Regions from separate parts of the Mus musculus genome. Here regions 1, 2, 3, 5 and 6 are each linked to region 4. A link is a contact called in public Hi-C, HiChIP or PLAC-seq and promoter capture Hi-C data. All regions are on one chromosome and are shown on one strand. The core of a region is the stretch at or near the end of the contact, and the rest is flanking DNA. Distances in the headings are between cores, read along the strand shown.

Evidence for each region. Promoter capture Hi-C pulls out the DNA fragments that hold promoters and counts their contacts. A called contact is a pair of places that touch in the nucleus more often than the background predicts. HiChIP or PLAC-seq counts read pairs in DNA pulled down with a chosen protein or histone mark.
Region 1: a contact with region 4 is called in a Hi-C map of embryonic limb bud, with 2.2 times the contacts expected there. The contact joins the enhancer-like site here to the promoter of Ercc6 in region 4. A contact is called at or near these places in 3 of 39 promoter capture datasets (cranial neural crest, frontonasal cranial neural crest and stem cell-derived epiblast-like cells) and 5 of 484 Hi-C or Micro-C datasets (embryonic limb bud, gonadal supporting cells, myocytes and 2 more).
Region 2: a contact with region 4 is called in a promoter capture Hi-C map of stem cell-derived epiblast-like cells, with 2.4 times the contacts expected there. The contact joins the promoter of Hacl1 here to the promoter of Ercc6 in region 4. A contact is called at or near these places in 2 of 39 promoter capture datasets (embryonic stem cells and stem cell-derived epiblast-like cells) and 1 of 484 Hi-C or Micro-C datasets (embryonic stem cells).
Region 3: an H3K27ac HiChIP or PLAC-seq map of microglia shows a contact between it and region 4, with 5 times the contacts expected there. The contact joins the enhancer-like site here to the promoter of Ercc6 in region 4. A contact is called at or near these places in 6 of 39 promoter capture datasets (the 3T3-L1 cell line, embryonic stem cells, frontonasal cranial neural crest and 3 more), 1 of 484 Hi-C or Micro-C datasets (forebrain) and 1 of 115 datasets of contacts at active chromatin or transcription factors (microglia).
Region 5: a promoter capture Hi-C map of pre-B cells shows a contact between it and region 4, with 2.5 times the contacts expected there. The contact joins the promoter of Mapk8 here to the promoter of Ercc6 in region 4. A contact is called at or near these places in 4 of 39 promoter capture datasets (hematopoietic stem and progenitor cells, neural stem cells, neutrophils and 1 more) and 2 of 484 Hi-C or Micro-C datasets (CD4 T cells and embryonic stem cells).
Region 6: a contact with region 4 is called in an HNF4G HiChIP or PLAC-seq map of pancreatic cancer cells. The contact joins the promoter of Ankrd28 here to the promoter of Ercc6 in region 4. A contact is called at or near these places in 2 of 39 promoter capture datasets (HPC-7-derived erythroid cells and pre-B cells), 2 of 484 Hi-C or Micro-C datasets (the G1E-ER4 cell line and embryonic stem cells) and 2 of 115 datasets of contacts at active chromatin or transcription factors (bone marrow-derived macrophages and pancreatic cancer cells).

What each region holds. Positions count from the first base shown.
Region 1 is chr14:33,028,902-33,033,130 of GRCm38.p6, forward strand. Wdfy4 (WD repeat and FYVE domain containing 4) reads right to left here. Exons shown (of 59, transcript NM_001146022.2): 41 at 46-194. Among named protein-coding and RNA genes, the nearest start is that of Lrrc18, 40 kb to the left of the region's middle. Within about 2 kb of position 2,475, at least 5 of the 459 cell types and tissues checked have an H3K27ac peak or open chromatin away from gene starts, as enhancers often do. A contact at or near this core is called in embryonic limb bud, where this site is marked.
Region 2 is chr14:31,639,213-31,643,386 of GRCm38.p6, forward strand. Hacl1 (2-hydroxyacyl-CoA lyase 1) reads right to left here and starts at 1,753. Exons shown (of 17, transcript NM_019975.3): 1 at 1,577-1,753; 2 at 1,282-1,386. The coding sequence starts at 1,666. Btd (biotinidase) reads left to right here and starts at 1,845. Exons shown (of 4, transcript NM_025295.4): 1 at 1,845-1,923. The coding sequence starts at 1,913.
Region 3 is chr14:33,309,568-33,313,843 of GRCm38.p6, forward strand. All of the region lies in intron 4 of Arhgap22 (Rho GTPase activating protein 22), which reads left to right. Among named protein-coding and RNA genes, the nearest start is that of Gm41130, 80 kb to the left of the region's middle. Within about 2 kb of position 1,319, at least 24 of the 459 cell types and tissues checked have an H3K27ac peak or open chromatin away from gene starts, as enhancers often do. A contact at or near this core is called in microglia, where this site is marked.
Region 4 is chr14:32,510,566-32,515,208 of GRCm38.p6, forward strand. It overlaps Ercc6 (excision repair cross-complementing rodent repair deficiency, complementation group 6), which reads left to right and starts at 2,956. Exons shown (of 21, transcript NM_001081221.2): 1 at 2,956-3,034.
Region 5 is chr14:33,444,788-33,448,860 of GRCm38.p6, forward strand. It overlaps Mapk8 (mitogen-activated protein kinase 8), which reads right to left and starts at 2,371. Exons shown (of 12, transcript NM_001310454.1): 1 at 2,228-2,371.
Region 6 is chr14:31,827,286-31,831,749 of GRCm38.p6, forward strand. It overlaps Ankrd28 (ankyrin repeat domain 28), which reads right to left and starts at 3,130. Exons shown (of 28, transcript NM_001024604.2): 1 at 3,042-3,130. The coding sequence starts at 3,068.

The DNA of each region.
Region 1 (4,229 bases), core at 1,225-3,724, 520 kb after region 4:
TAGGCAGGGCTTGGGGGAATCTGCTGGGGGAAGTGGAGAACTCACTTGGATAAGCAGTGGTGGGTGCAGTAGACATCGCCTGTAGGAGACAGAGTAAAGTTCTCACAGATGTAGAAGTGATGCTGGCCAAAGAGCAGGATCCCCTCTGAGACCAGGTGGCCCTGCACAATCACCATGGGGACCTTCTGTGACACCTGGAGGGAGAGAGGGTGCCAAAGTCAGACCGCGTGCCTGGGAAACACGCCACGCCCGTGATTTTTATGAAGAACTCACAGGACAGTTGGAACTGTCAGTGGTAGTGGCTTGCAAGAATGGCAGGCTACACAATCTCAACCACAGCCCATGTGGCACAGTGATACCATCATCCCATGTAGTTTTTAATCTACATATGGACACAACCATTCTTATCAATCCATCTGGGTGTCATTTAATATATATATATATATATATATATATATATATATATATATATATATATATGTATTTAACATATACATATGTATCATTACACCATTTCTCCCTTCCCTTTCATCCCTCCAAATCCTCTGATATATCCCTCCTTACTCTTTTTCAAATTCAAGACTTCTATTGCTATTAATTATTGTTTTACACACACACACACTCACATGCACACATGCGCATGCATACATTTATGCATACATATTTTTAAATACAACCTGTGTAATTATGCAGTCTGTGTAATGTTACTTTTAAGTATGTTTTCAGGGCTGATAATTTGGTATTGAATAACCACTTGGTGTGCTCCAACAGGAGACTATTTCTCCTGTTCTCAGCAGTCCTTAGTTGCCAGCAGTTCTTTGTGTAGGATTGAGCCTCGTTTGCTTTCTCCTATCCCCATTAGCACATCTATTGTCCTTGTCCTTGTTGGATAATGTTTAGGTCATCATGTTGGTGAACTTTCTAGGAGTATCTTCTGGCCCTTCCTAGGAGACACATACCACAACAAATTCCCTGATTCTCTGCCTCTTACAATCTCTCTGCCCCCTTCTTCTGCCACATTTCCTGAGCCTTATGCTGGGGAGTGTTTTGTAGATGTACCACTTGGGACTCACTGCTGTGGTTCCTAAGCATGTCAAAGTTGTTTCTCTTCTGTTAAGCTCCACGACAAACAAAGCATTCCCCAGTTCATATCAAGACAAGTTTTACTGGGGACAAAAACTTGCCCAGGTAATAGCCAATGAATAGCTGAGCCAGGAGTAGAACCAAGGTATGTTCAAAACAAGTGTAAGATTGGTACTGCTGTCTCTGTAAAGCCAAGGCAAGCATGGGTATTGAATGTTCATTGTCCATGTAGAACCTTGCTCCTGGACCGCAGGCCACACTCCTTCACTGACAGAGAGCACCCGGGGCGCCAGTGACAAGTTGCCCTCAACAACAGGCCAACATGAATCATGAGACTAGAGCCCCTTTGCCTCAATTCAGAGCCACTGTTTGGGTGTGATTAGCTCTGCATTACAACCATCCTGGGTCAGCTCTGACTTCCCCACTCCAAAATACTCCCTGAGAGCATAGCCACATGGAGATTCCAGCTTGCTTTCCAAGGATTCTGACCTGTGACAATGCAATGACTTACATTCCAGCAAGAATGAATAAATAATGAATGAAAACCAAAGGGACTAAGAATAAGGCCAGCGTCCATATTGTCTCCAAGTATTTCCATCCTTACAAATGCAAAACTGAAAGGCAAGGGTGACACACACCTATAATGCCAGCACTAAAGTGTGAAGGGGCAGGGGTGTCTGGGTGAGATTGACCCAAGTATGTGTGTAGTGTGTGTGTGGTATGAGTGTGCGGTATGTGAGTGTGTAGTGTGTGTGTTGGGGGGGTGGGTAAGTGATGTGATATGTGTGTGGAGTGTGAGTCTGTGGTGTGTGTGTCTGTGGTGTGTGTGTGTGTGGGTGTGTGCATGTGTGTGTCTGTGGGGTGTGTGTGTAAGTTGGGGAATGATCTAAAGGCTGAATGTGACATGTGTCTGTATTCCCAGTACTTGGGATTCTAAACCAGGAGGATTAGTTGCAAGGCTTGTTTGAAGCCAGGCTGCACTATAAACCCCATCTCTAGAACTAGATAAGTAAGCCACGGTCACAAGCACTGTGGTTTGAATGTGGTTTGTATCAGCAAAGCCAGAGCTGAGGTTCAGTTCCTGCAAACAGCCTGAGCTGATGAGGCCTTTGGAAAAGGCAGTTAGGGCTTCACCGTAGATTCAATCAGTTTGCTATTTGGTGGACTCAATGGTTAGGTTTGGTGGATTCAGGAGTTTAATGGACCCAGTGGTTTAGTTTGGTGGATTCGGTGCAATGAGGTTTGGGGATGTTTCATCTTACAGTGAGTTTACAAAGATTAGAGGGGAACCAGGCTAGGAATCAGGGGATGTCTGGCTGCCTCACAAAGGCCTTCTGAATGCAAGCCCCTCTGGGCTTTCTTTACACTTTTCTGTCTTTACATAAGTGCCATGTTTCACACAGTTACCTTGTTACAGCTAGTCTGCAGCCCACTGCAGGGCCCCTTCCTAATGACCTCCTGTAGACTTGTCTGATTTTTACTATGTTGCAGGATATTTGACCAATCTTTTATAGATTAAATTGCTTTCAAATATTTGGCATACCAGAGCTGCCAAACTCATTGTGAATTGGTGGGTACAGCAGAGGAATAAAGTTCTATTAACAAGACTGGAGGTTCGGGGTGAGGATGTTTTAAATTCCCATAGCTATTGCCAATTGCTCCCTTGTAAATCAGCACTAAATTTATGCCTTGCCACCGTTGTTAGGAAGGTGCTACAACTTGAATCCAGTTTGACTATATTTTCCAAGAACTCAGTCTAATGCCCATTGTGAGGTAAGAGGGTATAAAGGAGGGCCTTTTGGATTCCCTCGCATGTGTGGTATATTTATTGTATACTTATAATATGTAGTATAGTAGTATATAAAGAATATCATCAGGGTGAAGCCTCTAAGACTGGGTGTTTTCCTTAAAAGAATATCAGAAGAAAGACACACATTCACACATACTCCCTTTATCTTACATGATGCCCTGTGTCACCCTGAGACTCTGTCATTTAGAAGATAATCACCGCATACGAGCCTCCAGCCATTCAGACTCATAAACCTAAAGAAATCTCTTTTCTTCATAAAGCACTAAGCTTCAAGTCCTTTAGTATAGTATCACAATACAGACTGATAACCTAGAGTTATGCCAGGCTGCTTCAACTATTTTTTTTCCCTGTATCTTTTACAGGTAAAATTTGGAGGTCCCATCCCCAAGTTCATAAGGTGACACCTGAAGCCACAGCACCAGCCCTGGCATAGGCACCCCTAGAACATCTCCCCTTCCCTCGATGCCATCCCCATTAAACCCTCCACAGTTCCGGCAGCGGGGCTTTGGCTCACATGCCACAGTCTGATCTGATGCTTCCCTTTGGGAGGCTTAAGTAACAACCAGAATAAACCAAACCACAAGAAAAATGTCTAAAGAGAGCTGGGTTAATAGCTTAAAAATTGATTCTGCTAGAAAAGAAATGGCATTTTAAAATCTAGAAAACGAGCCCAAGTGAACTATTACCTGCTCTTCCATTTAAATGAGCCCTGAGAGGGCTCCATCCGTGTTTACTCATGACTAAGAAATCCCTCATGCCTTGATGCTATCGATCACTTCAGACAAGGGGAACTTTTGCTTCTCCAGGAGAACTTTTTAAAGACCTGCTAGATGATGTATGGTCATTCCCAGTGGGTGGATAACTAAGAAAGTAAATATCCCTCCATCTGCGGATGGTGGTGACCAACAGGTTGTCTGGAAAGCCGGAGAGGCTGGAGATAAAACACGAGGGACAACAACAACCGGAGTCACGGAGTGTCAGCTTGTAAGAACACATGGCCCCAAAGCCAGATCTCAGTGATGTGTCTAGGAAGGGCAAGGGAAGCTGTCGGTAGCATAACTAGTCTATAATCTTGTGCGGCACTAAAGTGTGTAGATGGAAAGGCTGAGGCCCAGACGGGTCAGTGGAAGCAGCCATCATTGGAGAGGCCCACGTCTATTTTCTCTCTTCTGTTTCAGGTGAACAATGTAACTCTTTCCTGGGCCCTCAGTTCATGCTATTAGGACTAGCGAACAGTTCAGGGACAATCATCCCTTGATATCCTTGGGGACACTTCTAGAACCTGTGTCCACTGTCACCAAATTTCACAGATACTCCAGTCCCTTCTGTCTCTCCT
Region 2 (4,174 bases), core at 503-3,002, 870 kb before region 4:
AATTAGCAAATAGTGTAGTACACACCTAGATTACATAGAGACCTCAAGTCAAGTCAGTACTGTGGGGATTTGAAAGCAAATGAGCCACACCCAATGGAACTCACATCGGATGGCAGAGAAAAGGGGTCAAGAGCGTGGATCAGGACAGCAGTGACGGCAGCAGAAGGGACAGCTGTGTGTGTGTGGGGGGGGGGTGTGAATCGTGTGTGCCACCCATGAAGGTCAGAAGAAATCGTTAGATCCTTTGGAACCAGAGTTATGGGAGGTCGGGAGCCACCACGTGGATGCCAGAAATCAAATCCTGGTCTCTGAAAGAGCAACAAGTACTATGAACTGCTGAGCTAAGTCTTCAGCCCCAATTCTTAATCTTTTAAATTATTTGTGTGTGTGTGTGTGTGTGTGTGTGAGAGAGAGAGAGAGAGAGAGACAGAGAGACAGAGAGACAGAGAGACAGAGAGACAGAGAGAGAGAGCGCCTGTCTGTGTGTGTGTGTAGGTCCAAAACAATTTAACTCAGCCTGTGTGTGTGTGTGTAGGTCCAAGGACAACATGAATCATAAATCAGAAACCGCCTTCATTTTTCCATACAGGCCCTGGAGATTACACTCAGGTTATGAGGTTACGTGGCTTTGTAGAACTTCACTGAACCACTTCATCTGCACCAGATACTTGATATTTTTGCCTGGATTGCTAAGAGAGGGTAATCCTGGGCTGCCAGAGAAAATACTTTAAGTGGGTTCATAAAATGTCCTTTGGTTTTCCCTCTCCCAGGTAAGACCCCAAAGGAGGGAGGCATAATGCTGAGGGAAAGCACCAAACTGGGGTTTGAGAGCCCTGAGTTCCAATGACGGCACTGCCGTCTATAATGTCTTCCACTTTATGTTGCATGAGTCCTGGCCTTCAATCACTAATCACTCTCTGACACCTGTCATGTACAGGAACTACATCAGATGCTGGCAATACACTTACCTAGCGATGAATCAATATGCCTTCTCTGCTAGAACTAACAGTCTAGTAGTGAAGTAAGACTACCCCTTTCGATTCTGATATTTGGATGTGGCAGAGTACACTACGGTAGAAAGGTATAAGCATAGCTCCAAACTCAGAATACCTGAGTTCAAATGCCACTACCAAATGACTCGCGTTGGGCAAGTTTAACTTAGTCTCTCTCTTCTCATTTTCCTGTCAAGGAGGATTAACAGTGGTACGTGCAATGCTTTAGAAACGATGGGACGCTGTGTGCATCGAATGGCTGCCATTTGGTCCCTGTGTCAAGACTCACCGCTTGCTCATTCCGCATCCCAATGTACTTGATGCCCAGTTCCTGGGCAGCAAGGGCGATTTCGGTCACGGGGATGCCTACGACACCGAACATGTACTCCACATCCTGAGGGTAGGAGGGAAAAGGGGCAACAAACAACTATCATCAGGTGACCCAGCCTTCTTGCCCTCCCGGGGGGTCCAAAGGAAAGACCTACAGGACCCCCGCCCCCGCCTCCTTGCCCTCCGTCTCTAGGACAACGCGAGGTCCCCGTCTGCTTCTGTAGAGCCTTTCACACCCGAGGGATCCATCGTACTTGAGTTTTTAGAGCCTGGGCGATGACTTTAGCACCAGACACCTGCTCCTCGCTTCTGTCGCTACCCTCTGCGGAGTTACTTTCTGGCATCTTCCACCTAAAGTTACTTCAAGGCACTCTCGCAGCTCACAGCTTCACTAGCCTAAGAGTTGTTGTTGGTGACACCCGCTTCTGACAGACAGGAGGGCAGCCCAACGGATTTAAGCAAAGGGGAGAAGGGGCGGGACAAGAAGTCAGTCCTTGGTGAGGCGATCATGTAAGCACGCCCATTCTCCAGTCAGTCTTTTCCGGACTCCGCCATCAGCAGGAGGCGGGACGAGCCGGAGGCCGCGTCCTATGCGAAGCAGGTAAGAAACCCAATCTCTGAGGATGCTCGCCTTGGTTTTGTCCTCCACTAGGGTAGCGATACAGCTCAGTCCGGTATGGAGGGGATGGCACATCTGGAGGGTGACTGCAGAGACCAGGCGAGGAGGGGGCGTGGCCCCACCGCGCCTCCCCGCCCTCGCCGGGGCTTCCCGCTGATTGGAGGCAAGCTACGCAAAGGCTGCTGGGACGCGGGTAACTTGGAGAGTGTAAAGTTGGAAAAAAAACAGGCTTTTGGGTACAGTGTCGTGCTCCTGTGCCCTCTGATTTTATAACTCTGTGGTTTTGCACCCCACATCATGTGCACGTTCCAGAAGTCTGTGAGCAGAGGTGTATTCTTAATCAGAGATGACACCAAAATTGCTCAAGAGATAAACTTATTAACACCGTAGCTGCTCCTGCCCTCTGCCTGGTTTATATTTACTTATTTTGTTCCAGTTGGGTATCACTAAGGTCTGTTAGAGCCATTGCTTAATAATTAATGTATGATTGCTTAACTTTTACCAAAGTAATAGTGTTGGTTTTCTACTTACTGGTTCATGGATTAGCCTGCTTGACCCCTGGCATCGCGTGCTTTGTAGACATTAGTGGATTCTTGGCCCCTTAACACCGATTGCTTTCTCAGAATTACTGGCAGAACACTTTATGAAGGGCAAACTGGACCCTGATGGGAACAAATCACTGTGATTCAGATCGAATGGGCTTTTGTTTGTTTGTTTGTTGGTTGGTTGGTTGGTTGGTTTATATTTATTAAGGATCAGTCTTCAACTGGCCATTTTTGCCATTTGGCAAAGAGAAAACTCATTGAGCTGGTTATTGCCTTCGCCTAGCAGTTCAAGGTACAGCGGGCCTTGCTTCCCTTGCCTGTAGAGATTAAGCAGAAGTGACGTGACTGTCTTCCAAGTGCAAAGTCACTGCTGTTCCATCCAACTTCAGTGTAAGGATCCCAGGCGCTGTAATTTATACAGAGCACTCTGTGTGGACTTGGAATATGTTAATCATACTCCCTGTTATTTTTGTTGGCAGTATGCTTAAAATGTTATTTGTTATTTTGGTGAGATTTGGCATCGTAGCGCCAGATGTGGTGGCTCACATCTGTAATCCCAGCACTTGGAGGCAGGAGCATGTCGACTTCTGCGAGTCTGAGACCAGCCTGGGCTACCTAGTGAGTTTCAGGATAGCCAGGGCTATGTAGAGAGACCATGTCTTTTAATTACTCAAAGAAAGAATAAGTCATAAAAGCAATACTAGTGACTGACCCTAGGACTTTGCACATATTAGTCAAGCACTCTACCACCGAATTATATCTCAGGCCCTAAATTTTAACTTTCTTAAAAATCAGACGGCAGGGGTTGGAGAGATGTGTTTAAGAGCAGTGACTTCTTCCAGATGACCTGATTTCCAGCAACCACATAGTGTCTTACAACCATCTGTAATTCCAGTTCTGGCAAAGCCAATGCCCTCTTCTGGCCTCTGAGAGCACCAGGCACACACGTATTATGTAGACATACATGCAGGCAAATAAGCCATAAACATGAAAAATAATAATTAATAAAGCCTTAATAATTAAATTAATTAATAATAATTAATAGCATTAGTGACCTGTTCTCCACAGAGCAAATCCAGGCCTCAGAGTCCAGATAGTGATTGCTTTAGGGATCTAGCTCTGGGATGGTGAGGAGTTGCTTGACAACTTTCTTCCAAGTGGGTGAAGATAACCTCAAAGTAGCTGGATGATCTAGAAAGAGTTGTAAGACGGGTGTGGTGAGGCCGACCTATGGGACCCGTACTCAAGGAAGCTAAGACAGGATCTCACGTTTGAAGCCAGCCTGGGCAACAGTAAGACCCTGTCTCAAAAATAAATCATATTTTAAAAAGAGTTGTAATATGCATAGGGAAGATGAACTTTCAAAAGAAGGCAGCTGCTATAGGCAGTGACTCCGTGGGCCCCCAAATTCTGACTTTTATCTCAGTCCGTTCACAAGAACACTAGGGATCCTGTGCTCGTTTTTAAACCTAACCTAACTGAACCTGTGAAAACCAGTGCACGCTTTGCCAAAATGTAGTGCTTGGTCATTAAAGAAAGAAAGAATCAGGGTTATTTGTCCTCCCAGCTTCATTTTGTCGTTATGGAGAATACCAGGAGTAAACGCATGCTAGGGAGCAGAAGTTTATTTTTTCTTACACTGCCAGGTCACAGACCATCTTTGTGAGACAGTTGTCAGGGCAGGAACT
Region 3 (4,276 bases), core at 69-2,568, 800 kb after region 4:
CTTGGCATCCACCGTTCCTGCTGACTTTAGACAAATGGACATGGGGGCCACCGTGGCAGATGGAGGGGGTTGCTGTCCCAGGCAGATAGTGTCTCCCCCCACCCAGAATTCATGCCTGCTGGCACCTTGGTCTGACCTTATTTGGAAGTAGGGTGCTTACATATACAATTAGCTGAACTGAATTCAAGCTGGACAGACCCTAAATCCAGTGCCTGGAATCCTTGTGGGGAGGCAGGGGACACAGTGACAGAAAACCTTTTGGGAGTGGAGACAGAGACTGCAGCCTACTCCAAAAAATGCTAAGGAAGGAAGGAAGCCACAAGAGGCTGTAGGAGGCAAGGAAGGATGCTTCTCTAGAGACTCAGAGGCCGCAGGTCCTACCGACATCTTGCAGCTCTCTGCTCTTCAGATCTCTCACAGAGTCAGGAGTTTTAAGCCACACAGTGTGTGGGTACACATTATGGCAGCCCTCTGTACCACAGTGGACTTGAGAATGGCCCCTGCCCTCGACACTGCACTTTGCCGCAGACACCAGTTGTCTGACCTTGGAGCCCTCAGCACACGTTCAGGAACTGAAACTAAGAAGACAGAGCCCCTCTTCCTACTGTTCTCCCATAGTGGGATCTCAGTCTTCCCGGGCTCCTCTCTGCCCAGTGCTTCCTGCCATGCTACAACCATCACTCTACCTGCAGCATCACCCGGAGCCTCTGAGACCCGCCCTGAGATCCCAAGGCTTAGGGGAAGGGGTAGAGATGTAGGCATCTAAGAGGCTCATGGGAGGACCTGCTGCTTCTTAGCTGTGTACACCACTCAATGCCCTGAGCCTCCTTGTTAAGAGCTGCGGATGGAACACTGCCTAGCACAAAGCAGGTGCTTGGTGCATGGGAGAGCCTTCCTTAGTCTGCTTTGGAGGTGAAAGGAAAAGTAGGGGCTCAGGACCCCCAAGACCAAGTTCTCAGCACAAAGGAGATGCATGTGCCCCAGAGAGACAGAGAGCAGGGAGTAAGAGACATGGGCAGGAAACAAAGGAAGAGGGAGAAGAGGAAGGGGACAAGGGAGAAGGGAGAAGAGGTATTTTTGTCCCATCGTGGATAGGTACTGGATAGACAGGAGACAGACTTGACACATAGGAAAATGGCAGTTTATAAAGGTAAAAGGGAAACCCTGTGTTAGGATGAGGCATGCTAATTAGTTGAACCAAAGGAGGCTTCTGATTGCTGGACTTCAATACTTTGCTAGCTGGACTTTGGTAGTCAGCCTCAGGAGGAGGAAGTGTCCAAATAAGGGAATAGACCTTGGTAGCTAGCTTTAGGAATGTAATCTAACGGTTTTTAGCAAGGCAGAGGGAATCAGGGAAAAGAGCAAGGCCTGCCAGAAGCATGCTCGCCACGCTTGAGCTGGCTAGAGTCCCTTCCGGAGGTTGCTATAACTTAGTGTTGTACAGTGGGTAACAGTATTTACTTAGCTCTTGGTTCTGGAGTCTGGGAAGACTTTAGTTAGGGTTCTCTGGAGTAAAAGAATTTATAGAATGAATCTCTCTCTCTCTCTCTCTCTCTCTCTCTCTCTCTCTCTGTGTGTGTGTGTGTGTGTGTGTGTGTGTGTGTGTGTGTGTGTGTGTGTGTGTGTGTGACTTATGGGCTGTGGTACAGCTATGGCAACAGTGGCTGTCTGTGAAAGGAAAGTCCAAGAATCCAGTAGTCTCTCAGTTCACCAGACTGGATGTCTCAGTTCATCTTCAGTTTATGCTGGAATTCCAAAGAAGTAGGCTCTGATGCGAGTGAAGGGGTGGACTTGCTAGCAAGGCAAGAGCAAGCAGGCAAAGAATAAAAGCTTCCTTTTCCATGTCCTAACATAGGCTCCTAGCAGAAGGTGTGGTCCAGGTGAGAGGTGTATGTTTTCAGTTCAAAATATCCGGATTAAAGATGCGCCTTCCTATCTCAAAGATCCAGATTAGAAGCGGATCATCCTACTTCAAGTTATGCAAAGTCTCCCACAGGGAGGCCTACCACGTGAGGGTTTTAGTTAATTCCAGATGACGTCAGGTTGATGGCCCAGAACACTAGTTGACATTGACACATGACAGTGCATAACCGCCGTGCTCAGCCTCTGCTGAGGACCTCCCACAGCATCTTACGCAGCAGCCTACGTGGTAAAGGCATCTCGTGGTGAGACAGAGGGACTATGCTGGCTCTAGCCTATGTTGCTCTTCCATTTTATGTTTGTGTACATGTGTGTACTTGTGTGGCACGCATGGGTGGAGGTTGACATTGGATGTCTTCATTATTTGTTCTCTACCTTATTTATTTATTTATTTATTTATTTTTGATTCAGGCTCTTTCACTGTACCTGAAGCTCATAGATTCTGATAGATTTGCTGACCTGCAAGCCCCAAACCTTCTTGCCTCAATCTCCCCTTAGTGCTGGAATTAGAACTGTGCCTAGCTGATATGTGGGTTCTGGGGATCGAACTCAGGTCCTAGCCTTGCACAACAAGTACTTGATTGATTGAGCCTCTTCCTGGCCCTTCTTCCTGTTCTTATGAAGGCACTAATCCCACCCTGAGGTGCCACCCTCACAACCCCATCTAATTCTAATAGTCTCCCAAAGCTCCAGATGCATACAACATTCACATCTGGGGAATACATTTCCAGCAAACGAGCCTCAGACAACACATTCAAATGACAGGACCCCCACGGCCCCTGTGGAGGAAGGATGGAACATGCCAGCATGCTGAAAAATCAGGCCTTTCAATGAAGGCCAACCTGGAGCTTGTGGGGTCAGGGAACACAGACCTTCAGCTAGCCAGCAGACAGGTGGGGTCTTGCTGCTCTAGTCATCTATGAATACTCAGGGCTCCAGCGGGGCCTCTGGTCTGAGAGTTCCCATGTCTGGTGCAGACTGGTTCTCCACAGTGATTGTAGCAGGAAGAATGTGGGACAGGCTAAGAGCAGTCCCCTCGAATGTGTCCAAGAAGCAGCCTTCCGTGAGGGTGTGCACTGCAGGAATGTGGAGGGCAGAGGGTTGCTTTCTTCTCTTAACCCTACAGAAGCTGATCTTTGTCCTGTGAAGGGCCACTTAAGTGGCTCCCTTGGGTATGTAAATGCAAGGCCAGTCAATAGCCAGTGTCCTCGGATTCCTGGATAGAGGGCCTTTTGTGGCCATAGGTGGTGGGTTTGCTTTTTTTTTTTTTTTTTTTTTTTTTTAAGTGGTTTAGCAAAGATTGGGGGATTTCTTTTACAGGCAGAAAAAGGAGTGATCAGTTAGGAGAGCTTGGGGGGGGTAGTCTGGGGACTAATTTACACAAGAGTTTTGTTTCTGGAAGCAAGGAGACACACCAATACAGTATTTTCATGGTATAGATACAGAAATATGAAATAAACATTACCGGTATCCCAAGACCCAGACAGTCACTGTCAAGGGGTCTGACAAAACAGTTCTATGCTTAGGTCCAGTGCCCTCCAACACCCCTACCCCATATCACTTTTATTTAAAGTGCTGGAGAATTGATTTCATGCCTCCCTGCAGATCCCCAGTCTGGAGTCTATAAAGAATGCTTTCTGGGTTTGGTTCGGGAGGGCATGGGATGGCCAGGCTATGGACAGTAAAATCTGATGGTTCAGCAGTTAGGAGCACTGACTGCTCTTCCAGAGGTCCTGAGTTCAATTCCCAGCAACCACAAGGTGGCTTACAACCATCTGTAATGGGATATGATGCCCTCTTCTGGTGTGTCTGAGGACACCTACAATGTACTCATATAAATAAAATAAATAAATAAATCTTTTTTTTTTTAAAGTAAAGCCTGAGCAAACCTACCCAATGCAGATTACCTGGGGGGAGGGGCAGAAGATGGTGTGGGAGAGGACCACTGAGCACTGGCAGGCCTCAGCCTAGCGGGGAGGTCAGGCTTTGAAAGTTCTGGCAATCCTGTCCCTCCGGAAAAGCTGTTGTTCTGTGGTTCCCATCAGCCCATCTCCACATCCCTATCGCCTCACTGCCAGTACCGAGCATGGCTTGGGAAGGGCCTTATTTCATACCCACCATTCCCAATGTCAATGAGTAGGATTAGCATTAAGGTATTCCCAGAAAGCAGGCCACACACTTGAGAATCACTACAGAAAACCCACAGGGGATAGAGCATTGACCCAGTGGTGCCTCTGTGCTCTGAGCACACAGCAGAGGGCAGCTTCTGCCAGGCAGCCTGCTAGCATCCAACAAATTGGCTTAAGAGACGCGCTGAATCGTTGCCCTGGTCTTTTATTCTTCCACCACTAGGTGG
Region 4 (4,643 bases), core at 1,706-4,205:
TTAAGGTGGGAGACAATGTATCTAATGCTCTAGATTTAAGGTGGGAGACAATGTATCTAATGCTCTAGATTTAAGGTGGGAGACAATGTATCTAATGCTCTAGATTTAAGGTGGGAGACAATGTATCTAATGCTCTAGATTTAAGGTGGGAGACAATGTATCTAATGCTCTAGATTTAAGGTGGGAGACAATGTATCTAATGCTCTAGATTTAAGGTGGGAGACAATGTATCTAATGCTCTAGATTTAAGGTGGGAGACAATGTATCTAATGCTCTAGATTTAAGGTGGGAGACAATGTATCTAATGCTCTAGATTTAAGGTGGGAGACAATGTATCTAATGCTCTAGATTTAAGGTGGGAGACAATGTATCTAATGCTCTAGATTTTGGAGCAGATCCGGATGTAACCCATCTTCAACATGAAAATCCAGAAATATAGTTTCAAAGTTCTTTAAGAAATGAGTGTTTATAGTTTCAGTCATAGCGTTGCATAGAGCTTCCAGGAAGGGGTGCAGGTTAAGGAGAAGAGAAATAAGGAAAAAAAAAAAAAAAAAAAAAGCAACAAACAAACCCAGGCCTCCCTTCTTACATCCTGACTTCTGGCAAAAATATTTTGGCTTAAACAATTGTGGCATATTTGGCCTCTGACAAGGATGAAGCTACTGACAGGACCAAGGACATTTTTAGCTTTTAGCTGAGAATCTCCGAGTAGAGCACTTGAAGGTAAAATTCCTGTCTCTTCTCATTGGCTTTTGTAAGACACAGGTAGCACAGACCAAATTCTGGTTCTAGAGACTGGTGTCTGTAGTACTCAGGTGGGCACAGGAGCCATCCTCTTACCATAAACTACTTTCCTCCTCCTCTTTTGATTTTTCAAGCCAGGGTTTCTCTGTGTAGCCCTGACTATTTTGGAACTTGCTCTGTAGAGCAGCTTGGCCTTGGACTAAGATTCCCTGCCTATGCTTCCCAAGAGCTGGCACTAAAGGCACGAGCCACCATGCCTGGGTCAGCTGTGGGTTTTCATGTTGGGCAGGGTTGTTAGGTGATACAGTTAGGTCTTCCATCAGACCTATGTAAGAAACTTCACAAGCACAGCAGTGGTTCCAACTGTGTTGTTAATACCCCGGTACAGTTAGGAAACGAAGTCCTTGACGGGCACCTGGGTAAAGACACAGGTATAGGCGAGAGCAGAGATGGGGAAGAGCGGGCTCGGAGACCACTGCCAGGGGAAATGATCCCATCCCTCTAGGCACAGGCAGGGGTTTTATAATTTAGCTTTATAAGCTTGAGGAGTAGACCAGGAGAAGGAGAACAGAGATAATGTTCATGCCTGGAGTTCAGAGGACAAGGTGTGGGAGTTGGTTCTCTCCTTCTACCATGTGGGTCCTGAAGACAGGATTCAGGTCCTGAGGTTTGGTGGCCACCTGGTCAGCTCAAGCCTGGTTTTACTTCTACCCAAGGTATCTCCAGAGTTACCTTATAATCTGATTTACTAGGAGAAGGATAATAGGAGGGGTGGTGTGTGCAGAGAATTCTTAGCAATCTCTTGAGATGTAATATTTATTTGGCTAATGCTATGACAGTCGTGGCTCTCTGAGAAGCACGAATATATGTGTGTTTCACTTGCTTCGCAGAGCCCCTCCTTTCCTTAACCTTTGAGCTTAAGCCCTGATTAAAATGTCTTTAATGAAATCTTTTGACTCTGCTTCATAAACTGGCGGGTTGCTGGGGATGGCAGTGAGGAGCCTCTCACTACTGCCCCCCAAAGTTTTGTGCCTTTACACTGGACTTCGTGCCAAGGACCCTGACAATTCCACCTTCTCTATTCTTGGCATTTCTGGGCTAATTAGTTCCCAGTTTAATTCAGCTACCTCTTGGGAAACTGGGCTTTTTCTTTGTAAATTCTCACCTAAGCGAGACCACCTCCAGGATTCTTGGTTGGGTAAAGAATGTTACTACTTGGCTTAGATAGTTAATATTAGTTAACAAGTATTAAGTGACTTAATGTAGTTAAGCCATCTGTTGTAGACCTGCATGTTGTACATGCACTCAGGTGCTCTGCCCAGGTCTTGGGGTGGTGTTGGTGAGCGGTCATAAAGGTACGTTTTCCTCTTCGGTTTTAAGATGTGCCAGATGACTAAGGCGGTGAGGTGAGGATGTCAAAGCAAAGGATTTGAGCACCTTTAGCTAGTCACTCATTGGCAGACTCCCTTTTCTTTCTCTAAAAATGATTTCTGAGTTCGAGGCTAGCCTGGTCTACAAAGTGAGTTCCAGGACAGCCAGGGCTATACAGAGAAACCCTGTCTCGAAAAACCAAATTTAAAAAAAAAAAAAAAAGAAAAGAAAGAAAGTTTGGTTTCAGACCCAGGGACAAGGGACTGAGATGCGTATTTTACATATCAAAGCCTCCAGGTTTTCCCAGCATCCTTCAGTCCGTACCTGGCATACCATGTCTCAGTCCCTACCTGGCATACCCTGCCCCATAACCCTGAACTTCCCAGCCCAGGGCCTGGGCTGCCCTTCCCTCAGAGGTTCCTCCCAAAAAAATCCAGGCATTTTGCTCTCTCCTTCTCTCTCTACGCATACACGACCCCCACCCCCACAATGGCGACTTCAACCCTTGGGGCCAGTGAACTCGACAGACAACCGCCTTCCAATAAACCTGCCTTTAGTATAATCTGGTTTAAATTGGCTTATTTCACCGGTGGTGACGGAGAAATAACTTATTAATATCTTTTAATTCATAAAACTAGATAACATTTGTCAAGAATGATACAAGCCGCTCAAATGGCTACAGACTGACCACACAGTCCAACCTAGCCCAGGACAAAGGCCACGCGCGGCTCCCTTTGGTCAACGCACGTGGCAAACCCTTGCTTACAAACGGCTCAGCAAGGCGCAGGCGCCGTTGGTCCTGCCCGCCCCCAGAGGCGGTGCTTAGCACAGGCCTAGGGCGCATGCGCTAAGGTTTGTCTCAACGCTCCGTCGCGGCGGTAGCGACGAAGAATTCGTTTGGGCAGCCGCGTGGTTCTGGGTGAGTGTTCGGCAGCCGGACAGAAGGCCGGGTGAGAGTACTTGCGCCTCGGGCTCTCCATGAGGCTGTGGCCCCGCGCCGTGGGCGTCTAGCCTTCTGCGGCGGAGCCCGTCCGAGCGAGCCGCGGCTTCGCCCGTGGGCCGGATATCTTCCGGCAGGCGCACCTGAAACCGGAAGTGACGTGTGGCGCCGGCTCTCACCTGAGCGGAGGGCACGGGGCAGTGGGGGCGCGGACCAGCCCCTTGCATTTGCTTCTGGGTTTGTGAATGGGGCCCGGCGTGCAGGGCCTACAGGGCTCTGGTGGGTCTGGATGACGATGATGGTGTCCTTGAGAGGGAGAGTCAGGGTGGTGCATACCCGGCGCCTTCCGTAAGATGCAAAGTTGAGTGGGAGGGACAGAGCTGTAAGTGCTGTAACCCGGTACCCTTCGCGGTGTCATCTTCACCGCTGTCCTTCTCTTCCGAGCCCTCTCGTCTTTTTCCTCCTGACTTCATCCTATTAGCACTGCACTGCTATTTCTCTGTTATCCAAAACTGGTCTTTTACGAGCATTAATTGGGTCCTGCTGTTGTCACGCATCCTTAAACTTTTTGAGAGCCATTTCAGTGAAATATAATTTAAGAGCATACCCCCCCACCCCCCGCCCCCGGACCCGTGTAACTTGTCCCTTCTCGCTTCAACACCGTACTTATGTACAGATAACTCTCCAGACCCTAATCCAGCTTGGTTGTGGCCGTAGAAAACCCAAGTCACAAGTCTGGTTTCCTAGCTTTGTAACTTTTAGATGTTTCTGGAACGACTGAAAGATTTACACAGCGAGCAATACTATAATCAGCTCTTGAATTTTGGTTACAAAGTTCTCACTGAGTTCCAGCCTTTATTCATTATCTCATTTCGAGATGCTAACTCTGCTTTTGACCTTGATCAAATCTCATTAATCTTTTAGAGTGACACTTTGTCAGAGAGGCCACCTCACACCTTACCTTCACAGTTTTACTTAGGTCTCTCTTAATTGCCGAGTTATGTAACTTCTTTTTATGGCCATCACCACAGTTGCCCTTGTATATATCTATACTAAAGCCATTTTTTCTTTAAATGCCTGGCCTCCCAGGGGACTAGGGGGAACTGCCTCATGCCTCATTTGATTGAGTCAGTAATTTTGTCAGTGTGTGATTTAGTTCACCTCTGAAACTTTAGTGCTTTGATCAAATCCTTCTTTACATTATACTCCCCCCAACCCCCATGTGCATTCTCTCGCCCACACATGCAAGCTCTCTTCTGGCTATAGCTAGAAGCTAAACAGCTTTTTGCCCTCCTTCCCCTCCCACCATGAACTCCAGGCTGTTAACTTCAGCTGCTCTTCTTGGCCCCTTTCAGTTCTTACTCCTTTGTTCTACCACTTCTCTGACCATCCCAAGGAATGACTTTTCTCCAAGGCCTACTGGTTACAAGAGGAGGGAACTGGGCAGCACTGGAGTGTTGCCAATCCATCATTTTGGAAAGCACACGCCTGCAGTGTTCATTTCTCATGGATAGACTCATTCTTCTCACATTCCTCCCCCATCCCAACTTTGACCAAGGAAAGGCCCAGGCTTCTTCCTTGTGGAGTT
Region 5 (4,073 bases), core at 1,121-3,620, 930 kb after region 4:
AAAAAGCTGTTTAAACAACAGAATTTAGAAAACAACCTAACTGAACCTTTGTAGAGTCTGAATCACTCAAATAATTTCTTAATTCTGGAGTCCCTTCCAGAACCCAATATATTTAACAAGATAAAGCAATAAAAGTTTGCTGTCTCAAGATCTATATCTTATAGTAACAAAGTCATGTTCTTATTTTTTTTCATTCCTATCTTACCAGTAAATAAGTTCATCTGAACTACTTTCATACTGAAAAGATACTTTTCAAATAGTGGAAATGCACCAAAACTTGGATTTTTAAACCCATATGCTTTGTGAGTTGGTTAAATACAAGTTAAGATTTAACCTTTCTAGTAAGCACCTCTAAAGAAATTAAGCAGCGCTGAACTACTAGAAATATTTGTAAGATACATTTACATGTTGATTTTCAAACTTAAATCATCGAAACCCTTGTGAAATAATAGTCACAAAAAGATAAATATGGCTCACTGGGTAAAGGTTCCTGGAAGCAGGGGAACCCAGTTCCATGTCCAGACCCCACAGAAAGGTGGAAGAAGAGAATGAAGCCCACACAGTTGCTCTTAGGCTTTCACATGCACACAGTGGCATGTGTGACCCCACCCCACAAAAACATCATGCAGGCACACCCACCGTCATAAGTTTTTTTAAGGGAGATAAATGCAATCATGCTAGATTCTTAATGAAACATCACTGTTGTGTCTGGGTGTATTCATACATGACTAGAGAAAGCTCTTACCTAAAATACTAGAAGTGGACAAAGTTCTCAACTTTGATGACAGAGTACCAAGTAAATCCCCTTTATCTACAAGACACTGTAAGTGTTTCATTTGGAGAGTTTGGAGCATCTCTGACTTTTAAGTATGGCTACTCAACTTTTTATGACTATACACACAAGCCATAATCCTCTATTTTATTAACTATATAGAAAAAAATCAGGAATAGTTAACCTAGAAGTGAAAAAGTGATTCCAAACCCTTTGGTGGTCTTTAACAGGTAACATCCTCTATTAATTTATGATCTAGCCAACTGAGAGTGGTATGTGACACATCTGAAACTTCGTGGAGAATTTAAGGCTTTATTTTAAATTTTTGTCTATAAAAGTCTTTCAATCAACCCAATGAGTATGACTTCCATGCTTGGTGATGGGGAAATGATGCAAAATAGGCCTCTAAGTACCATTTTGATTACTTCGTCAGACACAGAAGTAAACCTTCCAAGTTTAACAGCCTCAATAAGAGAACTGAAGTAACCATTACCAATGATACGAAAATTGACAAGGGGGGGGTGGGATTTAAGAATAAAGGTAGTATATTTAAGCCAAACCTGGATATTCTTCCTAACACTATCCTTGGAAGTTCCAGTCAAATGAGCCAAATACCTTACTTAACATACATCCCTTACATAATCGTCTCATTTAAAGGCACATCTATTCTGTTCCATACTACCCTAATTTTTAAGGGTCTTTCTCTTGGCCTTCACATCTTCTCCACCTGGATACAGCACTAACTGTTGCCAAATGAATGAATGAAATAAACATGTTCTAACTGACCAGGTACTTGGTGGAAGCTGATCTCAAAACACAATAGACCGGCAGACCAGAATTCTACTGAAAAGATCACTTAATTTCAGAAGTAAAAATAGAAACTACCGGACACTGTGCAGTCAACATGATATTAAATTCCCGGTGGGATGGGAAACTTTCGGGAATAACAATGTAATGCGTTCCTTACGGTACTTTACAATGGACTTGGTTCTACCTTGTCTGGACTAGGAACCCAAGCGCAAGACAAAGGGACAGCGGCGGGGGAAAGTCAAAAGGTCAGCGGCAGGCGCCCCTCTCAAGGCGCGGCCCGCAGGCCGGCGCGCTCGCGGCCACCCGGCTCTTCTCGGCGTCGCGGCACTCACGTCCGCACAAAGAAACCGCCCACAGTCAAAACACGCTCCCCGTGGGTGCGGGAGACGTATGCACGGTCGCGTCGGCCCGACCTCCGCGGGAGCACCTCCGAACTTGCCGCCCACCCGCTCCATTTCCCCCCGCGCGACGTGGAAGCCGGCCGGAGCGGTGAAGCCAGGTCGCGCGGAGTGGACCACGCCCCCCGCTGCCCCCGCCGCCCGCGCTATTGTTCCCGCGCCGCCCCCGCCCCGCGCGCGTTCCCGGGAGGGGGTCACGGCCGGGGAAAAGCGGCGGCCGCCCGAGCCGCGGCGCCCGCGCACTCACCCGGCAGTGCAGCCAACGGCGACCTGGAAGCCCGTAGCGGAGAACGGCGCCGTCCTGCGGTGGCCGCGGCCGCTACTCAATCCTGTTCGCGGCTCCGCGTTTCGGCCGCAACGTCCGGCCTCGGCCGCTCCGCTGACTAACAGAGACGCGGGCCGTCAACGCGCACGCCCGCCCACGTCATCGCGCAGGGCCCCGCCTCCGCGCCGGCGAGCGGCCTAGGGGCGGGCCAGCCCCGGGGGCCCGGATTACGAGGGCGTGGCCCCGCGACTTGGGCGTGGCTACACTGGGGGGCGGGCTGCAGTAGCGGAGGTTTTCCCCTGAGGGCGGGGCCGCGAGCAGCGTCTGGGCGGCCGCGTGTGAGGGGCGGGGCCGGGAGCAGCAGGGGGCGGGTCTGCGATGGCACGTGGCGGCGCGTGGCGGCGAAACACCAGTCATAGCTTAAGCCTGCATGGTTGCTAGCCTCGCGGGGAGGAGGGGTTAGTGTTTGAAGGTCAGGCACGCGTGCCAGGGCACACACCTGAACCACGGAGAGTCCTGGTTTGACAGATACTCTTCAAGGGCCTACCACCCACCAAGGAGTAGATGTTCTCTAGCTCCCTGGAAGAAGTTACCTCCTTTTACCCCCCAAACCCTCCTGCTCCAGATTTTTTGCCTTACCTGATTTACCTGCAAGTCCTTGCGGCTCTCGCAAATATTAACTATTCACGGATAAACTGACGAGCCTCGACAATGGATGGAAAGGTATTTAAATCACTATCATTCATGAGGCAAAATATATTTAGCACTTTAAAGAGTTCAAAGGCATTCTCGCCAACAACGGAGAATATCACTAAGAGAAAGAAGCAACACATACATATAGAATGATTCTACGTTTATATAAAATATATTACATGCACAGTATATTAAACTTGGAAAAAAAGTATGACAATTGCTTTGACAGTAGGAAATAAAGGGCAGTCTCTCTTACACCTGTGTAGTATACTGTGATTTCCAAAATATACAAATATGTATTGAGTAAATTCAGGTAGACTGTTCCCATTACATGTTAAAATGGTCTTTCTCCAGGGATGCTATCATGAAGCAAATGTGAGCACTCATTCATTTATTCTCCCCCCATTTTATCTCTCAGCAATTTTTTAATTTTAATTTCTTATTTCTCCAGTAAATATTTTATTGCTTGCCTATTCTCTTAAAGGCAGTGTACTAGCACTAGCAATAAGTAGAACTTATAGAGAATTCTTGTGGTATCAAGATAATAAACTATACACCAAATCAAATCGACACTAAAATGCAAATTAAGGACACATCCAACTATGAAAGGAACCAATGTATTAATAAGGCCAGGAAAGCCTTCTCTAAGGAGCTGCCTCCTAATTTGAGAACAGGTTTGACCAGGGATTATGTCCGAGTTAACTTGATGTGCGAACAAGGAGTTCCAGAACGGGGTAGACTGGGAAAACTGAAGACAGGCCAGCTCTATTGGGACACCAAAGAAGACATTGCAAAATGAGAAGACTGATAAAAACAAAATCCTGTGTTGGAGGTGTTTTTATTACAGGTGTAATGGGAAGGCCCTGGTATGTCTTCAGCAGTGGAGAGCATGATTGTACTGACATCTTGACAAAAAACAAACAAACAAACCTCTTATCACAGAATGCTTTTCTTGATCTCTCAAGGTGGGCCTCTTCTCCCTCTACAATTCTTACTAAAAACTTTCTTCTCTTCCAGAGTATGTTTCTACTTATAGTTCATAGGTCAAAGGTACTGCAGGACATGTATAGATCCCCTGTGGTGGCAAAGACAGCACCCTTTTGTTGGGGTTGGTCTTGTGCACTGTGTATTCAGA
Region 6 (4,464 bases), core at 1,880-4,379, 680 kb before region 4:
TGAGTATTCACTGTTGTTACTGGTAGTCACCAGTTTACTAACAAAAATAGATTTTTTCCCTAGCAATGTGGACTTCTGGTATCCTAAAGGAAAAAGGAATTCCAGAAATACTAGACATACCTGCACAACAAAGGCTTGGGGCTGAGCAGCTACTAACAAGTCTGACATTAAGGTCCCCCTCTCCACCACTCCCCATCATTTTCTATATACTGAAGTAAGTGTCAGTTGCTACTTAGCTTCTGAAATGGGGAACCTAAACAAAGACCAACAATCTTTCTTAATAGAACATAATGTTTATGATTTAAAATGTAACCATATATGAGTAATTTTCATCACCTAAGGAGATAAAATAGACCGTGATAACCTCAGGAGAGAAAATTCTGCCACTGTTACACAAGCCAAAGTGAAGTAATTCAGGAAAAAAGTTCATGTCTACTGTTATCAACAGAAAACAAGCTTCATTTTACTAACAATTTAAAAAATATTTTCATCCACCCATAGGCAGAAAGTAATACAGTAATTCTTTCTTATTCGCTGAATTACATGCTGCCACAAAGTAAATGCTGTCCTATTCTGATTACAGAATGAATGAGGACAATTTCCTTATTTGCTTACTGATTTTATATTTGTCTTCCCTGTGTATCTTGTGTGTGTGTGTATGTGTGTGTGTTCCTGTGGTTGCATATGTGTATGTGGAGGCCGGAAGTCAATGTCCAGTGTTATTCCTCAGGAGTAAAGCAGGCTAGGCTGGCAAGTTAGGAAGCCCCAGGGATTCTCCTGCCTCTGCCTCCCCGTGCAGAGATCCCAAGCATGTGCCATTGTGCCCCAGGTTTTTACTGAGTTTCAGGAATCAAACTCAGATCCTCATGCTGACAGTAAGCTCTTTACTGATTATGTCATTTCCTCATCTCTGACTTTATATCTTTACCATGTAGAACCATTCTCATACTTAAATGTTGAAGAAAATCCTTACTCATGTCTAGCTTCCTTCTATTCTTTGCAAGGTTAAAAAAATTATACTACTTCCTAACTGGAATGTATATAAAGCTGTTGCGTTAAAAGCGGTATCAACTACCTTCCAGATTTAAAATCCTGTGTACATATACAGGTCTTCTCACCTTTCCTCCAAAAACTACTTTGTCTAGCTAATATGCTTTCCCTAGAAATGGAAAACACTAAACTATTGAATCCCACTTCGTTTCTATCATCACTTCTAATGTCTTGAAACATATCAATAAACTGATTTCTAAAAACAAGTGCAATTCCCTTTAAATTAAGAAAAACTCAGTTGTCTTTCAAAAGAACTAGATGAGCCAATTATTTTGTAATACAGTAAGTCTTCCCCAGCAATGCCATCTCATTAACTTACTCATCACGGATTCTCAAGTTTACAGGTAACATTTTAAAAATCAATATCACCACTGAGTGTTAAAGAATATTACACAAAACTGAATCAGTGTTACGACTGCTTCAAAACTGTAGTTACTAAACACTCAAATGCACAGATGCCAATAGATTTTTATTATTTATTCATTTTTTTTTATAAAGTAAGATCTTCTAACAGTCTACCAAATCCCTAACACACACAATGACCAAATCACAAAATACATTTCCAAAAGTGAAGGATTACAACCAAATATTCAGGTACAAAGAGTTACTAGAGTAATAAAGATTAGCTGAAAATCTAGATCTTGAGTTTCATGGTATTAACTACATATGAATTAGATGATCTGGGCTTGAACTCTGCTTGTTATTAACAGATTTTTTTGTTTTTTCCTGACAACTTTGTGCAATGAAAGGTTTTGCTACCTGTGGCTGGTGAGCACTTTTGAAAAGTGTGCTTTTGACTAGCACAACTGAGAAACTGTGCTTTCTTAATTTTAATCAACTCAAAGATTCTATGTGTAGCTAATGGAACATGTTGAACAGTAAAGTTATTCACAGATTTTGAAATACAAACTTATCAACCAGAGTTTTTCAAAGTATCATGCCCTATTGTTAATATCAGCTAAAATTCTGCTGATACCAAATGATACTAAAAGTCAGCATTCAGCCTAAGTAGAATATTCACTTTTTAAGTGAGAATTGACATTAGCTAGACTCAGAACTTAAGTTTTAATTGGTAGAAAATGACATAAAACATTAAGTTTTTCCCTATCGTTTTTGTTAAGCTTGTGCCCACTTTCTGATTGGTTTCCCTTCAAATCTGTTCAGTATCTCCTATTCAGAAAAACAATGGCAAAAGGGGTACTCAAGCATTAATAGGTTCCCGCGACTCCGTAAAATCCACTCGTTACTTTCCCTTTTCTTTAAAAGAGACAAACACTGGGGAGCGTCTGGTAATTCACCTTCTCGCCTTTTTAAAAGGGTAACAAGCGTTCATTCAGACATAGTTGCGATTTCATTGGTAGATACAGAGTTATTTTTCCCAGCCCACAGTGTACTGCAGTCTTCTGAGCACTTCAGGTGTTCTTTGACAAGCTCTTCCTAAGTCAGGAAAACTAAACCAAGATGGTGCAGAATATGCCAAGAGAAAACCAGCCTGGGAATATGCACCGTAACAACCAGTCCCCAGCAGAATCCATCGGCACCGGTGGGTTTGCTTTCGACCGCCACTACCTCTCCGCAGAGACGGTGCGGTGGACCGTGAACCGCCCCGCGAAGCGAACCCGAGGGCAAGGTCGTGACCCCAGGTCACGGCCGCCGCCTGCCCCGCTCCGACTCCGCACCGCAAAGCCACCTGTTAGGCCCGAGCCTCACCTGGCAGGAAAGAGGAGGCGCCTACCCGGCAGCGCGCCGGACGCGAGGGCGGCGAGCGCAGAACCCGCCCCTGTGGCGGCGGCCGCGATCCCCCGGCGGCACGTGGGTTTCTCGGAGCTGGGGCTGCACTGACAGGCGGACGGCCCGCACGGCTGCCGACCCGGGACACCCTCTTCCCTCGCTGCCACCGCGCCGACAGGGCGCCCGGGCGGCCCACGCCGCTGGTCCACCCTCCTCCGACTCCTCGGTGGCGCGATCCCGCCCCGCCGCCCCTCACCTACCTGGTCGCGGAGTTTGAGGAACGCCATGGCGGTCGCCGCTGTTCGGCCACTACCCGCGCCCGGCGGGTAGGTGGCCGGCTACGTTGAAGAGAGCGCGGGCAGGGGGCGGCGCCGCCTCCCCGGCCGCCCGCCGCCGCCGCCGCCGCGAAGAGCCCCGCCGGTCCCGCCTCCTCCAAGGACTCCCGCCCTCTTTCTTCCGTCCTTTCTCTCGCTCTCTCCCTCTAGCTCTCAGCCACCTCCCACACGCAGCCGCCGCCTTCGCCGCCGCCTCACACCCCCTTCCCGAAATACCCCAGCAGCCCCCGCCGCCGCGCCGCTCCAGCCCGCGGCCGCGGCGGCATCCAAACTCCACTCCACAATATTACCACCACCGCCCGCCGCGATTGGCGGCCGCGCGGGGGAGAGGCCAGAGTAAGCCGAGCGCCCATTGGCCACGCCACCGCGCTCGCTCGCTCCCGGGCTCCGCCTCTCCGCGGAGGGAGGGGCGGGGCACAGGAAGCGGCGGCGCGCGGAGCGGGCGGGCCAGGTGGCGGGGCGTCTGGGCGCGCGCCCCGGGCGCGGTGGGCGGAGCCCGGACTGGAGGTGGGGAGGGACGGAAACTGGGTACCGGGTAACGGCCCGGGATGGCACGTGGAGGTGGCGTGCACAAGCTCAGCTCAGTCAGGTGCGGAGAAGGCAGCCGGAGCCGGTGCGAGCCAGGGAGACCTCCGGGCCGATGCTGCTTTCAACAGAGTAGCGAGGGCAGCGGGGAACCGGACTCGCACGTGGAGCGAGAGTGAGAATGTCTCCGCGGGCTTTGGGGGAGACGTGGTCACCGGGGGACTGCTGGCACGCGAGACTGAAGGGTGTGGTCTTCATAGCCTGAACAGGTTGTGACCGCGGAACATTTCTCTCCAAAGCGCCCCTTTCAATCTTGCATGTGTTTTTTTTCCCCCTTTCTTCTTTATCATCAAAAGGGTTTTTGCCTCCCACTTGAAAGAAATCAATTTTTTCAAAAAGATGTGCAGGATTTTCAATAAATAGCATCCTTGGATGGAGAAGAGGAATGACTCCCTCGCCCTGGCACACACACCCACGCCAACCCACAGCTCAGAAAAGGCTTTTCTTTCTTAGGCAGCCGCACACTGTTACCATTCCAGGCTTGTGTGGGAGAAGATTGTTGTTCTCCTGTGTCTGTCAGCCTGGGCGGCTCCAGCCCCTGATTAATAAAAGGTACAGATGGTTAGAACACAAACGTGAGATATCGGGTTGGTTTAAAAAACAAAACCAAACCTCATCTTTTCCCTGCATTGGTGTGTCTCTTGGGACAGACTTTATTTAGAGAATCGATTTGAGCCTAATGGCAGTCTAGAAAAATGGGGATCAGTGCCAGGACTGTCAGTTTATTATAATGCTATTATTAAAAACAACTCTTTAGCCCCAT